2 separate regions of the Sus scrofa genome follow, and region 2 is linked to region 1. The links are chromatin contacts, called in public HiChIP or PLAC-seq maps. All regions are on one chromosome and are shown on one strand. The core of a region is the stretch at or near the end of the contact, and the rest is flanking DNA. Distances in the headings are between cores, read along the strand shown. Region 1 has its middle 36 kb from the start of PLEKHA2. Region 2 holds the start of HTRA4 (serine protease HTRA4).

Region 1 (4,154 bases), core at 515-3,014:
CCTTGCTCAGTGGGTTAAGGATCTGGCATTGCTGAAAGCTCTGGTATAGTTCACAGACATGGCTCAGGTTTGGTGTCGATGAGGCTGTGGCATAGGCTGGCGGCTGCAGCTCCGATTCTACCCGGAGCTTGGGAACCTCCATATGCTACAGGTGGGGTCCTAAAAAGCAAAACAAAACAAAAAACCCCCAAAACCAAAAAAAAAAAAAAACCCACCAAAAAAACAGCTTACCTTTTCTAACTTATAGAAGAAAAAGAAAAGATGTCTTTAAGTTTCAAAGAGAAATTGCTTGATTTTTTTTTTTTTTTTTTTTTTTTTTTTTTTTTTTTGGAGGGAGGGTGTTCTCTTTTCTTTTTCAGCTGCATCCACAGCATTCGAAACTTCCCTGGGCTGGGGATAGAACCCATGCCTCAGTAGCAACCCAAGGTATCACAGAGACAATGCCGGATCCTTAACCACTGCACCACAGCAGGAATTCCTGGTTTGTCTTTTTAACTGAAATATAGTTGACTTACAAAACTGAGTTAGTTGAGAAAAAGTGGCTTGTTATTTTGATCTATAAGAATGCCTCCCCCTGGAGTTGTGAACCAGTCCCTTTGGCCCCTCATGGTGCCCTGAAAAAGGGACATGTTCTGAGATGGAGAGATAGAGTCTGTATAAGGTAAATGGCACCAAATTGACAAGATTTCAATGGCAATATTGGAAGAAAAGAGGAGGAGTGGTTACTTTGTGGGTGATTAAGTTTGTGGCTGAGGAAGAGAATGTAATTTGCCTGCTTTTCTGGTTGTGACTGCCAGGCTCCTGTACATCTCATAATTAGAAAGCTACTCCCTCTTTGCTTTGTCTTGGGCCTGGTCCTCTGCAAATCTATAAGCCTGACTTGTGAGTCCTGAGGCCCCTTCTCAGGACAGCCCTGGCCTCTGCTGACTGCAGTGTGTGAACAGGGATGGCTCCCTGTTCCTGACCTGGGCTGGCTTCCCTCATCCTTGTGGGCACAGCTTTGGCTGCATCCCAGGGGGGAGAAATAACCCTGAGAAATGGAAATTCCAGAAAGCTGGGGACATATTTTCAAGAACAGTAGACTTAGTTTGAATTTGAGAAATGGGGAAGTGGGTGAGTGAGAGAGAGTCAAGCTGTGGTAAGTAAAGGGAACAGGAGAGGAATCAATCTGACTGGCCGGTTGAAAGAAGTTGCCTCCAAATGTGAAAATAATTTGCAGAGGAATGTTTACCCAAAAACTAATCTAAAGAAAAAAACAACTTACACACTAGAATCTAAATGTCAGTTTATTCCCAGAGGGAATGAGCTCAGAAGTTAAAAGGAGGGGAGAGCCTCTCCAAACATTAAATGTATTTTTTTAAGGCTCCTTTGGGGTTAAATTGGTTCCCGGAAGAACCTAGGCTCTTATCCCAGGGGAGGTGTCTCCGCAAATGCTAAGAGAAGGGCTGAGAAGCTAAATGTTCAGAACCGGGGGTGACTGGTGAAGAGACTTGAGAGATCAGCCAGAAATATTCAGTCAATTGTGTTTTCAGCTGATAAATTCATCCAGATTTTTGAGATCAAACATTTGGAGCCTGAGGAACTCCCTCTGGGGGCTGCTTTTGTTTATCATGCTCTCCTGGCCACTGGAGTTCACAGACAGTGATATCAGAGAGAGAAAACTTGGGAGGGAAGTCCAAGTTTGCGAAGGCACAGACTGGGGGACGGGAAATAGCCATGCGGTAAACTTGAAAGGTTCAGACATGAACCAGAGCGGACATTCCTAATAAGCCGTGCCTGGTCAGTGAAGGAAGTTGAAAATACAACTGCCCAAATGCAAGCAGCTCACCAGAGGAGAGAGAGGAACCAGGCTTTCCCACCCACAATCTGGTTCTTTAAATATAAACTTGATCCTATGGTATAGAAGTCAGCCTTGTAAGTATAAAAGCAGCTTCCAAAATATAGTTGATTTCTTTCTTTCTTTGACTGCACCCATGGCATGAAAAAGTTCCTAGGCCAGGGATGAAACCCAAGCCATAACCTGAGCCACAGCAGGGGCAACGCTGGATCCTTAACCTGCTGAGCCACACGGGCACTCCTGAAGTTGATTTCTTTCTTTCTTTCTTTTATCCTTTTAGGGCTGCACCCATGGCATATGAAAATTCCCAGGATAGGGGTTAAATCGGAGCTGCAGCTGCCAGCCTACACCACAGCCACAGCAACGCAAAATCTGAGCCGCATCTATGAGAGACAAAGGGGAGTTCTGTGTAGGAGTGCGGCGTGCAGCTTGTCAAGGACAGCTGCACTTCCAGGATGCCTGTGGACAAGACCTGACTGTACTGTGTGATGGGTGATGCTGGAGAGGCTGTTTTCGGGTTATTCAACTGGGCTGTGATAGTGGCAGCAGGAGAGAAGGGGGAAGAGCAGGTTCTAGAATGAAATAGCACAATGAAATAGCACTTCCTGACAATTGACTGAGTCGGGACCCAAGGGAGAAGGAACTTAGAGGTTTCTAGCCTTGGAAATAGGAAGAGAAAAAACTAGCTGATTGGGAAGGAAGGTCGTCATGGGGTGGGAGAAAAGCAGGGGAGGAGCCCCAGCTTACAGCAGACTGATGGGTTTCTTTGTGTTATTCAGTTTATTTCTTTTTTTCTTTTCGGGCCGCACCTGCAGCATATGGAAGTTCCCAGGTTAGGGGTGGAATTGGAGCTGCAGCTGCCAAACTACACCACTGCCACAGCAACACTGGATCCAAGCTGCACCAACGACCTATACCACAGCTTGCAGCAATGCCGGATCCTTAACCCACTGAGTGAGGCCAGGGATCGAACCCAAATCCTCTCAGACATTATGTTTTTTTTTCCTCTTAGGTTTTTTTTTTTTAATATAGTTGACTTACAATGTTCTATTAGTTTCTGCGTACAGCAGAAGAATATAGCAAAGAGACTCAGTCGTACATAGATACATATATTCTTTTTCTCACATTATCCTCCATCACATTTCATAAAAAATGATTGGATATAGTTCCCTGCGCTATACAGTAGCAGGATCTCATTGCCTATCCACTCCAAATGCAATAGTTTGCATCTACTAACCCCAAACTCCCAGTCCATCCCTCCCCTTCCCCCTTGACAACCACAAGTCTGTATTCTATGTCTGCGAGTCTGTTTCTGTTTTGTAGATAGAGTCATTTGTGCCATATTTTAGGTTCTACACATAAGTGAGATCATACGGTATTTATCTTTCTCTTTCTGACTTACTTTACTTAGTATGAGAATCTCTTGTTCCATTTGTGTTGCTGCAAATGGCATTATATTGTTCTTTTTATGGCTGAGTAGTATTCCATCTTCTTAATCCATTCATCTGTTGATGGACATTTAGGTTGTTTCCATGTCCTGGCTATTGTGAATAGTGCAGCAATGAATATACTGGGTTCTTTACCTGATGAGCCACAGGGGAAATCCTGAAGTTGATTTCTATACTAAATGCAGAGATATCTACTGTCCTCAGGTACCACACGGAATCCAGACCTCCAAGCAACTTGTCCACCACCTAAGGCTGGCAATTCAAGAGGGAATGAAGAAGATGCTATCACCCAGCCTGAGAGAAGAGCTTGAATGCCGGGAGGCTGAGCTAAGGGCCTGGGGGAGGCCACTCTTACCAGTGCTGTAATTTCAGAAGGTTCCTACTTCCCATTTTGCAAACCCTCCAACTTCCTCTTCTGTCCACAGGCCAGGGCCTAAAGTTCTACCTCAACAGCTTCATGCGTTTGCTTCTGGACACACCTTTATCATCGTGCTTGAGGTTAACAGGCTGGAGGAATTAATTTTACAGCAGGTGACTTAAAGGGAATATCAGTAATTCTACCCCACCCCAAACCCTCCACCTCATCTTTACCTGGGAATGCACTCTCTCCCCACTTCTCCCTTGTTTCTTTTGTCCCCCCTTCTTTTTATTTTTTTTTCAATATGCACCTGCAGCATATGGAAGTTCCTGGGCTGGAGGTCAAACTGGAGCGGCCGCTGCAGCCTATGCTACAGCATAACAACATGGGATCTGAGCTACATCTGTGACCTATGCCCCAGATTGTGACAATGCCAAGTCCTTAAACCACTGACCAAGGCCAGGGATTGAACCTGCATCCTCAAGGATATTATGTCAGGTTCTTAACCCAC
Region 2 (4,154 bases), core at 1,209-3,708, 110 kb after region 1:
AAAAAAAATTAATGCCAAGAGGAAGAGACTAAAAGAAGCATTTTTACCTAAGTTAATCCTTCCCTGTCCTCATGCCCAAATTTAACGCAGGGGCCAAAGCATATGATCAGAAAATCTTTAGTGACTTGAAGGAGATCTATTTCTTTCAGGCAGTGTCATTTCCTTGAAGTCTGTGTCAGGTTGAAAACTTTTCTTGACTGCACTGCTTTGGAGACAAGCTTCACTTAAATTGTGTTTGGCCTAGTGGTTCTGTATACACACTGATATGAAAAAGGAAATCTAGGAGTTCCTGTTGTGGCTCAGTGGGTTAAGAACCCGACAGTGTCCCTGAGGATATGAGTTTGATCCCTGGCCTCGCTCAGTGGGTTAAGGATCCAGGTTGCAGACTCGGCTGGGATCTGGTGTTGCTGTGGCTGAGGCGTAGGCTGGCAGCTGCAGCTCTGATTTGACCCCCAGCCTGGGAACTTCCATATGATGTAGGTGCAGCTGTAAAAAAAATAATAATAATAAAGAATATCTACCCTGGATTGAGCTATCTCTTTTTCTCTTTTCTGTGACCTCTTGTATACTTTTGTCCTCAGAAATCCTTGGTTTGGGGATTATTTATTTATGAGTCATCATGGTGACAGCATACTTCAAGTAGACTGATTTTTAAGAAGCCATTCCTGATTCTTAAAGCTGGTTTCTCTGGTTTCATCTTCAAATTTTTCTCAAGAACATTCTTTAGCAGGGTCAAAGAAAGTGCACCATCAGCAATGTGGAACTTACAAAAATAGATTAGAACTTGTGAAATCTCTATAAACATTCCCTAACTCATGGAATGATGTCATCTCTTGGTGGTATGAAAATCTACCCATTTCTCTCTCTTTTAAATAAACTCTCTGCTAATTAATTGCCATTATAGTAAGATGATCTGTTTCTTATTCAGTAAGGCCTATTTTGAGAATGTAGTAAATTAAATGTACTTATAAATCCAAATTGTATTAGATCAAAGGAAAACAAGGACTCCAGTTGGCAAATACTTGGAAATTTCAAGTTAATACATTGTTTATGTTATTCCAACACCAGATAAATATAATTCCTTTTGCTGAAGCCTAAAGGCATTCTTATTCCCAAATCTTATTTCGGAATTCCTTTTGTGTCCATATTTCTTACCTTCTGGTTAATTTCACCTTACCACTTTTTAATGTCACTACACATGTGAGTCAAAGATGGTGCATGCAGAACCAAGGCATTTGGTTTTAAATGTGTAAAATGGAACCAAATGGAAAAAAACAGGACGGAGATGCAGTATCTGCTAGTAGTTAAGTGCCTGGGCTCTGGAATAAATATGTTTTAAAAAGCGGGGGGAAGGAGGAATCAAAAAAAGGTACTGCTTTTTTTATGTATGGAATAAAAATATTCTCTAAATTGGGCTGGGTTTTTTTTTTTTAGGAGTAGACTTTTAAAGGCAACTGTGGCTGTGGTCATTTTATTTTACTATTTTTTTGGCCACACCTACAGCATTCAGAAGTTCCCTGACCAGGGACCAGACTGGAGCCACAGCAGTGACAACAATGCCAAATCTTTAACTGTTAGTCCACGAGGCAACTGTGAGTTTTGCTATTTTCATAAGACTTTTAATTCAGTCTTGACCCACTGTGTGTAGTAGAATTTCAGGTGTCTCCCCATAGCTGAACTGTATTGTCCACTGTTCTTGAAAGTTAAGAATTTGCTTGCTCAAGATCAGCTGATGGCTGGTGAACACAGTTTGGCCTTTGGCATTTTGTGAGATGACTTAATTGTACTATGGTGTTTGAGGAATAGAGACCTCAGGTGAAAATACTTCTGTTTCTGTTTTGAATGGTGAGCTCCCATGAGAAAGAGTCCAACATTTTTTTCTCCCAATGTCACTTTTTTCCCCCTTATTCTCTTTTTTCTCTGTCTCTGTCATTGCCTGCGGTAGTGAATTTCAGTCACTCATGCTGAGTAGAGTTTGAATAAAGTGAATATTTGGCCCCAAAACATACTGTTGGACGCCCCCACCCACCCCGCCTTGCTTGTAAGGTGTGGCATGATTTTGTGTTTTGAACCAGTATGTTTCAGCTGTGAAATGCACTCACTGTAGACACTGAGCTGAGTGCATGGAAACTGTTATGCTTTTCATTTTATGTGATCTCCTAATTGGTATGTAGCAAAAAATAATTTTCTAAAACTGTTTTGTTGCTTGTTTTGTAATAAAACCATGTGAAATACTGCAATACGGCAACGTGTGTTTTCCTAAGGCTGACCTTCTGTCCGTGGGTGGGTGATCTGGCTTGTCAGTGTGCCCCTGGCCTTGGTTTTAGGGATTTCACGACGTGGCTGTCTGCTTGGGGAAGGGCCAGGATGTCTCTTCATCTCCTGGGGTGGGACGGCTGGGGGAGGATTGGGGGAGGGGGTGCGTGGAGAAGACTGCCAGACTCTGCCCCTTAAAGTTGGGGACTGGCAGAAGCGGCACAGCAGTCCGGAGAAAGTGTGGCTCATCTTAGAGCAGCTGCGGGTCCAGAGGAAAATCATAAGAAAGTGGGGAGGAGCGGGGTCAGGAGGAAGGAAGCAGAATGTCCAGAACTCTGCTGCGGCCCGCCGGGCTCAGACAGCTCCTACTGCTGTGGCTGCTGCTGCCCCACGCACCTGGGGCCGGGGTCGAGGCCAGGACCGTCCGGCCCGCGCCGCCCTGCCCCGCGGTCTGCGAGCCAATGCGCTGCCCCCCGCTGCCCTCCTGCTCCGCGGGACGGCGCCAGTGCTTGACCGCTGCGGCTGCTGCCGCGTCTGCGCCGCGGCCGAGGGCGAGGCTTGCGGCGCCGCGCTCCGCCGGCCGTGCGCCCCGGGGCTGCAGTGCCTCGCGCCGCCCTCACCGCGGCTCCTTGGCAGCAGCGGGCTCGGTACCTGCCGCTGCCCGGCGGCGGGGGCCGCGGTGTGCGGCAGCGACGGGCGCACGTACCCCAACCTGTGCGCGCTCCGCGCCAGGAACCACGCTGCACGTCTCCGCGGCGGGCTCCCGGCGGTGCACGTGCATGAGGTGGACTGTGGGGACCCAGGTGAGCGGTCGACGCGCGCTCTCGGCGCCCTCTTGGCACTTTCTTAGGGAGCCTGTTCCAATCGCGTGGCCCAGCGCGGGCTCTTTCCTGCCGCATTGCCACAGGGATTCACCACCTCCTAGCTCCCAATTTTCTTCCTGCCTTACTTGTCTCGTTACCGGTTCCCAGGTAGTTGCTCCCCGATTTCCTCCCTATAGGTGTTGCCTGTCGCCTTCCCTTTAAAATTACTTTCCAATCGGAATGACAGGTCTGGTTCCCTCAAGGCGCTGTCTCACGGGAACGCAGTGAAAATACAGAGGGAGACCGAAGAGAGGAAGGGGAGGGAAAGGGGAGGGAGAAGAGAGGCAGAGAAGTTTGAGAGATGACCCCTGATGCAGTCAGGCAGCGAGGGTGTCCCCCGCCCCAAGAACGGAGCGTCTCTTCACAGGGACCAGAAGCGCGGGCTGGCTCAGGAGCAAGTACAACTTCATCGCAGAGGTGGTGGAGAAGGTGGCGCCGTCGGTGGTCCACTTACAGCTGTTCAGCAGGTAAAGGAGGCCAAGGGAGACGTCAACTCCTTGGGTTGTTTCCCAGCGTCTTCCTGCTCCAGGCCCGACTCTACCGCTCTTCCAGCACTGTTTAGTCCTAAAAACCCCGCTGTGAGGAAATCCAGCGGCTCCAAGAGGTTGAATTGCCCGTTAGTTGTTAGTCGTTTAGCCAAAGGGCGGAGGCACAGAGATTCTGACTTTCAAATCGAGGCAACCCCTCTCCTTCAAATTCAAGGTCAGATATTAGTGATAGAGGGCCTCTTGATGGTACTCTTGCTCGGCCTCTTCTTTTTCGTGGAGGGAATCCCAGAACCAGCGAGCAAGAGGAATTTGTCCTATGTCACAAGGCGGATTAGGAGAGGAACCCACGCTGGAACCAGACTTCTTTAACTCCCTCCCTGCCTGGGTGCTGGATAATGTTGCCCTAGGTCCACTTTTGTCCCCAGTATGACCATCAGGTTAGTTTTCCTTGAAGCAGAGGGCTGTGGCTCTGACCTGCTTTCACGAAGAGGGTATCCCTGGAATTCCTGCTTTGGTGCAGTGAGTTAATGATCTCTCATCCGGGTGG

The links. HiChIP or PLAC-seq counts read pairs in DNA pulled down with a chosen protein or histone mark.
Region 2: a contact with region 1 is called in an H3K27ac HiChIP or PLAC-seq map of alveolar macrophages. The contact joins the promoter of HTRA4 here to the enhancer-like site in region 1. A contact is called at or near these places in 7 of 47 Hi-C or Micro-C datasets (embryonic fibroblasts, heart right ventricle, mesenteric adipose tissue and 3 more) and 2 of 2 datasets of contacts at active chromatin or transcription factors (alveolar macrophages and skeletal muscle).

What each region holds. Positions count from the first base shown.
Region 1 is chr15:47,731,196-47,735,349 of Sscrofa11.1, reverse strand. No RefSeq gene overlaps it. Among named protein-coding and RNA genes, the nearest start is that of PLEKHA2, 36 kb to the right of the region's middle. Within about 2 kb of position 1,764, at least 18 of the 83 cell types and tissues checked have an H3K27ac peak or open chromatin away from gene starts, as enhancers often do. A contact at or near this core is called in alveolar macrophages, mesenteric adipose tissue, omental adipose tissue and 2 more, where this site is marked.
Region 2 is chr15:47,624,193-47,628,346 of Sscrofa11.1, reverse strand. It overlaps HTRA4 (serine protease HTRA4), which reads left to right and starts at 2,458. Exons shown (of 10, transcript XM_021075121.1): 1 at 2,458-2,745; 2 at 2,748-3,059; 3 at 3,487-3,586. The coding sequence starts at 2,580. It overlaps PLEKHA2 (pleckstrin homology domain-containing family A member 2), which reads left to right. Exons shown (of 13, transcript XM_021075122.1): 13 at 1-2,240.